Regions from separate parts of the Mus musculus genome. Here region 1 is linked to region 2. Evidence: chromatin contacts called from public HiChIP or PLAC-seq data. All regions are on one chromosome and are shown on one strand. Each heading gives the region's core, a stretch centred on a gene start, on an enhancer-like site or on the middle of the called end of the contact. The rest is flanking DNA. Distances are from core to core; before and after follow the strand shown. Region 1 overlaps Hsf2bp (heat shock transcription factor 2 binding protein). Region 2 has its middle 3.4 kb from the start of Gm30509.

The links. HiChIP or PLAC-seq counts read pairs in DNA pulled down with a chosen protein or histone mark.
Region 1: an HNF4G HiChIP or PLAC-seq map of pancreatic cancer cells shows a contact between it and region 2. The contact joins two enhancer-like sites. A contact is called at or near these places in 2 of 484 Hi-C or Micro-C datasets (CD4 T cells and liver), 9 of 115 datasets of contacts at active chromatin or transcription factors (the HPC-7 cell line, Th17 cells, embryonic fibroblasts and 6 more) and 1 of 9 other capture datasets (adipose tissue).

The regions. Positions count from the first base shown.
Region 1 is chr17:31,963,670-31,967,209 of GRCm38.p6, reverse strand. The region is part of intron 7 of Hsf2bp (heat shock transcription factor 2 binding protein); the gene reads left to right. Among named protein-coding and RNA genes, the nearest start is that of Gm30571, 53 kb to the right of the region's middle. Within about 2 kb of position 1,344, at least 93 of the 459 cell types and tissues checked have an H3K27ac peak or open chromatin away from gene starts, as enhancers often do. A contact at or near this core is called in adipose tissue, fibro-adipogenic progenitors and pancreatic cancer cells, where this site is marked.
Region 2 is chr17:31,872,806-31,876,258 of GRCm38.p6, reverse strand. No RefSeq gene overlaps it. Among named protein-coding and RNA genes, the nearest start is that of Gm30509, 3.4 kb to the right of the region's middle. Within about 2 kb of position 2,043, at least 67 of the 459 cell types and tissues checked have an H3K27ac peak or open chromatin away from gene starts, as enhancers often do. A contact at or near this core is called in adipose tissue, fibro-adipogenic progenitors and pancreatic cancer cells, where this site is marked.

The sequences.
Region 1 (3,540 bases), core at 95-2,594, 92 kb before region 2:
ATTTTCCTGTCTTTTCCTCCACTCATCTTTCATTTCTTTGTTTTTCTGTGCTTGTGTGCATAGGAACACATTGCCACCATGCTGATGTGAACTAGCACAGGCAGCTTTTTTATGTGGGTTCTGGGGTCACACCTGAATGGCTGGGCCTGCCTGGCTAACACTCTACTCACTGAGGCGTTCTTCTGGCCCTCACAGATTTTCTTCACCTCGCCCTTTAATTCTCTCTCTAGTAACCACTTTGTCTCAGTTATTGTATTTTCAGTTCTAGCTTGCTTTGTTACTAAGTATACTTTCTCTTTATTTGCTAGGATCATTTTTAAGACTTTACACCTTTGTTCATTGAGGAACTCTCATGGTGGCTGCTTTAAAACCATTGTATTAACCTGTCACTACACTGAAATACCCAAGGCAGGTTAATTTGTAAATTTTGAAAATGCTTATTTTGGTTCATGGGTTTGAGGGTCAATGCCTTAACAGCTCTGTTAATGTTCTGGTAAGGAACACCTGTGCTGCATCCTGTTGTAATAGACAACTCAGGTCTATGTGTGTCTTTATCTACTTTTACGAAGCTACCAGGGTTCAGTCACTAATGATTGAATTAATTCCCAAAGGCCTTACCACTAAAAGCAATTAGTATATTATTTACACTTTAACACTACTAACAACTCACGAATGGCATTTAGATTCCCACATGAGTTCTGGGAGGGAGCAAGGCCTCTAAAGGCAGGGGTCCTATAGACCCTTTTAAGACAGTCAGTCCTAGCATGTCCCCTCTGTGTGAGACAGTCCTAGCATGTCCCCTTTGTTTGGTGATCCTTCATCATATTGCCTCACCTGTCTCTAAGTGCCAGGTTTCTGTGACTGGGACTGAGTTCTGTATTACTCTTCTATATACATGGTCTATGATAGTTTCCCTCCCTTCAACTATTGTCACAGTGACTGAGCTCTTATGGAGTCATCATGAGGTTATCCCTATTGGCTGTACCCTTGGCTGTATTTATCTCATGACTCCAGTCTTATCCTTTCCAGGGGTCCACAAAGCTCTTTCTAGCATGCCCAGTGTCAGCGAGGGTGCAGTGGAACCACCAGTAGGCTGACCACTCTACCTAGACCACTCCACAAGTAGAAGGAAAGGTTTAGTGGGGAATCTAACTTCCAGGCTGTCTCAAAGTAGGGGGTAGAACAGCCAAAACGCTGGGAGAAGTCTTGTTAGTTTTAAGGAGACAGCTAGCAGTGAGGGAGGGAAGCATGTAAGCCAGAACAGCCTGCAAGTTAGAGCAAGGGGAGGTCTGATGTGGGCCAGAATAGCCTGGAAAGTACCAAGGGACTTTAATCTGTTACAGGTTTGTCTGACTGAGTTAATCAGGAACTAGATGCTCCTGCCAGAGGCAGTTGGCTGTAAGGGGTGGGTAAGGGAAGTGATGGCTTTTCCCAACAAACAGAAAGCAACTTTACAAGGGTTCTGAGGAATGTGGAGTTTAGGCTTTTGTTTGCCCACAGCGATCCTTCTGTTGACCTGGTCAGAGTCCAGCCTGAGCTGAGGCAGACTGTGTCATTGAGGACATTGTCAGCAGCACTGCTATTTGGGGGCCTGTGCTGGGTCCAACACCTAGTTATTTTGTTCCTCCTGCAGTTTCTTTATATTTGTATTGTAGTTGCCTTATTCACATAAAAGGGGCCTTTTACTTACAGGGTAAATGAGCCTTACTCTGAGTATTGCTCATACAGTGAATTAATTTATATATGTATTCACTTTACATCCTGATCACAGCCCCCCTCCCTCTTCTCCTCCAAGGTGTACCCTCACAACACCCTCCCCCCATTACTCCCTTTCCTTCTCCTCAGAAGTACCATGGGTACCAGCCTGCCCTGGCACATCAAGTCACAGCAGGACTAAGTGCATTCTCTCCTACTGAGATCAGACAAGGCAGCCCAGCTAGGGGATAGGGATCCAAAGGAAGGCAACAGAGTCAGAGAAAGGCCCCTCCCACCCCACTCCCCACCCCCACTCCAGTTGTTAGGAGACTCACATGAAGACCAAACTGCACATCTACTACAAATGTGGGGAGGGGGGAGGCTAGGTTGAACCCCTGCATGCTCCTTGAAAGGTTGGTGGTTCAGTCTGTGAACCCCCAAGGGTCCAGGTTTGTTGACTCTGTAGGTCTTCCTGTGGTGTCTTTGACCCCTCTGGCTCTTTCCATCCTTCTACCTTACCCCTCACTCTTTCACAAGACTCCCTGAGCTTGGCTGTGGGTCTCTGAATCTGTCTTTCCATCAGCTGCTGAATGAAACCTCTCAGAAGACATAGTAAAAATGGCCATCTTACCAAAAGCAATCTACAGAATCAATGCAATTCCCATAAGGTTTCCAACCCCGCTCTTTACAGAGCTTGAGAGAGCAATTATCAACTTCATATGGAAAAACGAAAAACCCAGGATAGCTAAAACAATCCTATTCAATAAAAGAACTTCTGGAGGTATCACTAACCTTGATTTCCAGCTGCACTATAGAACAATAGTAATAAAGACCTCATGGTATTGGGATAAAAACAGACAGGCTAATCAATGAATTAGAATTGAAGAGCCAGAAATAAGCTCAAATATCTATGGATACTTGAGTTTTGACAAACCAAAGCATACAATGGGGAAAAAAAAGCTTCTTCAACAAATGCTGGTGGTCTATCTAGATACCTGCATGTAGAAGAATGCAAATAGATTCATATTTATCAACTTGCACAAAACTCAAGTCCAAATGGGTCAAAGACCTCAACATAAAACTGGATATACTAAATTTAATAGAAGAGAAAGTAGGGAAATGTCTTGAATACACTGGCACAGGAGATAATTTCCTGAACTGAACACCAATAGCTCAGGCACTAAGATTAGCAATAAATGGAACCTCACGAAACTGAAAAGCTTCTGTAATGTAAAGGGCACCATCAATAGGACAAAATGCAAAAGACCTTCACCAACCCTACATCTGATAGAGGACTAATATCCACAATGTATAAAGTGCTCAAGAAATAACACTTACAAACCAAATAACCCAATTTTAAAAGGGGGTACAGGGGGCTGGAGAGATGGCTCAGTGGTTAAGAGCACTGGCTGCTCTTCCAGAGGTCCTGAGTTCAATTCCCAGCAACCACATGGTGGCTCACAACCATCTATAATGAGATCTGACGCCCTCTTCTGGTGTGTCTGAAGTCAGCTACAGTGTGCTCATATACATAAAATAAATCTTAAACAAAGAAAGAAACAACAGGGTACAGAGCTAAACAGAGAATTCTCAACAGAGGGGTCCCTAATGGCCAAGAAGCACTTACAGTAGATAATTCAAGTATTGGCAAGACAGCAATACCCTGCTGTCATGACGCTTTCGTCTGGTGGGCAAGGAGAGAAGGGCATTTTGTAGAAGTGCACACTGAATATCATTGCCCCATGGTCTCTGGCTACTGCAGGTGCAATTTTAAGAGGGTCTGGGAGTTTTGGTAGAGAGGCCTAGGTGGCAGAAGTAGGTCTGAAAGGTAATTCCTTGGGAGTG
Region 2 (3,453 bases), core at 794-3,293:
CACCTCAGGACATTTGCACCTCTCCCAGGTGCTAGATTCTGAATCATTCTTTCCCTTGGAGTGAGATATTTCCCTCCTCTGTTGATAGAGTCAGGGTGATGGACTGGAATGGGCTCTATAGACTGCATTGCAAAGGCCTCTGAAGCCCCATGGGGGTGAGTTCCTTCATGGGTGGGTAGACTGGGATCACCGGCCTGCCCACCACACCTGGCTTTGTGGCCATTTGTTCTGCAGCCCCAGGAAGCTCATCTGCCATCTCTATAAAGTGGTGGCGAGTACCTAGACCCTGCTTCTTGCCAATGCTGCCACATCTGTCACCTTGCTTTCTGTGGAATTCACAATGATTTCTGCCTGATGTGTCCTGCCCCAGGGTGCTCTGCAAGTTTCTGGCTGTCAGGGATGCCAAACTATAGCACATAACATGGCTCAAATTGGTGGCTTTGTATGTGAGACAGCCATCACCGGTCCCCTGAGGCACCCGGTGTTCAAGTCATCTGTTTGTCCCCTCGGGATGCAGAGTCAGAACTACCCCATCTCGAGCCTGGCATGCCACTGGACCTCAGCTGGAGTGAGTTGCAGAACGCATCAAAGAACGTCTGTCAGACCACACTGGAACTTCTTGGAAACCTAGACTGACTTCTCAGGAATTTGCATTTTGTTTCAATTTAGATTTTAATGAGCCAGACTTCCTCAGGTGGGTTCCCCCAGGAAACCCCAGTGGTCACACTGGAGGAGATGCAGCTGCCGATGGGATTTTCCCAGCATGCTCTGCCTGGCTGGGCCGAAAGACAGACAGATAGTGCTATGACTAGAGATAAGGGGATACCCAACACTGGGCTTCCTCTCAAGGCCTCTCTGGAGGCAGAGAATTACTTTCAGCAACCGGGGATGGCTTCATCACCAATCTGAATTCTAGCACATTCCGTAGCTCTAGCACAGATAAAGCAGCCATTAATTCTAGCTGACATCATTTCCAGCTTCAGATGGGATCAATGGGCTCAGCCCTGGGAAAGGAAGAGACAGACAGTATTTGAGAGTGGTAGTGCTAAGTCCTTGAAAAGGGCCTTGCGTGGACAAAGGGGCTGACTGGAGCTTCGTTTCTGCCTCCCTTGCCCACACCACCCATCTGGTCTCTGGGTCATCCCTTCTTGGTAAACTTCTGCTGTCTGGATGAGCCAACGAGGCAGAGGAGAGGCCAGTGCTCGTCCCAGTATGGCTCTGACTTTGGGGTCAAAACAGGCCAGACACCAGGAGACCCATGTGGCCCTGTAACCCTCACCTTGCCCTGAGCTTTGCCTGTGCTGTCCACACAGAACTTGGCTTAGTGCAGGGCCCCCAAAGGGCAGGTCTGAGCCTGGACACGGGGTAAAGGAAGATGGTTTTGGAATCCATCCCAGGGATCCAGTCGATCCCCGACAGGCATGTGGAGACAGACGGACAGATGGACACGGGGTAAAGGAAGATGGTTTTGGAGTCCATCCCAGGGATCTAGTCGATCCCCGACAGGCATGTGGAGATAGACGGACAGAGAAGCTTCGAGAACAGCTGACTGCTATGTGCCACAGCGTCTGCACTCCGGGGCCCCAGGGAGGAATTGGTAGAGCTCTGTTTTACAGCCCTACAGTGATGGCAGGCAGACATGACCAGCTCCTAGTCCTGCTGGCTGGCCATTGTTCTTGGGGTCTTAGACTGGCTGAGTGCAGACTGCCATCAAGCAGGGACATATGGGCACAGAGCAAATAAAACCATCTTCTTTTACCTCATTAGCAACACCTGTGCCCCTTTGTGTGGCTCTGGGTCTGTCCAAGTTAATAAACTGCCCAGGGCTGATGGGGTAGGAGAAGGCGGGCCACAAAGGATAGGGCAGTCTGGAAGCGGAGAAAGAACTTCTCTGATGGATGTGTGTGTGTCACCATCCCTTGGCCAAAACAGTACCTAAAGTGTCCTGCTTTGCCATGCGGACTGGTCACTAAGAGGGACTTTTGGCCTAGTTGCCTGGAGCTCTCCCTCCGCTTGTGTCCAGGGGGCGGGGCTCTCTGCTGCTGCCACTTTCCTGGATCTTATTTTGCTGTGGAGTTTAGTACACAGTGCTGACCCTCGCCCTCCCTGCTGCTTTGTCACATCCAACATGATGATCTCACCCTTTCCTGTTCGTTTCCAATTAGTCTGATTCATCCTGACCTCTCCACGGGTCACCCCAGCAATTGGGTGCTCTCTCGAGGCTCCAGGCTAAATAAAAGAAACATTCTTACCCTCATTTGGTACATTATATGCGTAAGTGTCTATACGTGAGTGGGGTTGGGTGTTTTGCAAGTCTAGATATACACACGGCAACACACACGTTCACGGCCACTGACATAGAAACACAAAGCACACAAACAGTCCTGCGTATGTACAAACATACCCGTATGTACACAGATTCATGGGTGCACACAGAAATGCAAACATGGAAACAGGCACAGAGGCTCCTCTGTGTACTATCCATTAGACAGTGGCCTTGTAAGCCAACTAGGCTGCAGTCCAGGTACCAAAGCTAGCAGCAAACATAGTACCATGGTGTGGGCTGACGTCCTCGGAGACCCCCAGGAAGCACCTGGTTGTCCCTAGCCTTACACGGGGCTTTCTCGAACCGAGGATCCAAGGCTTCCCCATAAAAGGAGTCTTGCAGAGTTGATGATGCCTGCCACATCCTGTCCAACACTGACTTCTACAACAGACAGGGTGCTGGGAACAGGGGACCCTCTTGAACTGGTGAAGGTACTTGCTGGGAGACTCATGGTGACTGAGTGTACCACGCTCATTCTATAGGTGACTTGGCTCCTCAGTGTCCCAGCCCCCAACCTCACACTAACCAATGACTTCAAACTGAGTCTCTCTCTCTCTCTCTCCCATTACTCCTTCAAAGTGTTTGTGGTTTGGTGGCTTTAGTGTGGCATGTCTTGTTCGGGGCCCCTCCCCTACAGGGCATAGGAAGGCCAGCATCTGTTTCAGTCCTGTGTGGGTAGAGAGCAGTAGAGGGCATCAGCCCAGAGATCTGAGGAACTACAGATAAAAAGAGAGAGAGGACAGACAGCTAGACCCTGAGGCTACCCACTGCTAGCGTTCCCCAAACGAACACATTCCAAGTGTCTGTGCCTTGCCTCATTCACCTAGTAGTGTGTGACTCTGCATGGGACTCACAAGAGAAGCCACACTGTCCCAGTCTCCCTCAGAGGTGACACTGGAACCCACCCCTGAGAGAGCAGGTTGCTCACCTTCGAGAAGGAGCTCCTTGAAGCCTCCTTCCACCTGCTTCTGGCTCCCTGTGTTTCTGTGTGAGCCAGGGGTGCGGTGTGAAGCTGTGCCCACAGGGCACACTATCGTAGAGGCCCTCGGTTACTAGCATTTGGGAGATTCCCTGGTTACGTTTCTTTCCCCTCCCCTCCCTCCCTCTCTCTTCATTCCTTCCTTATA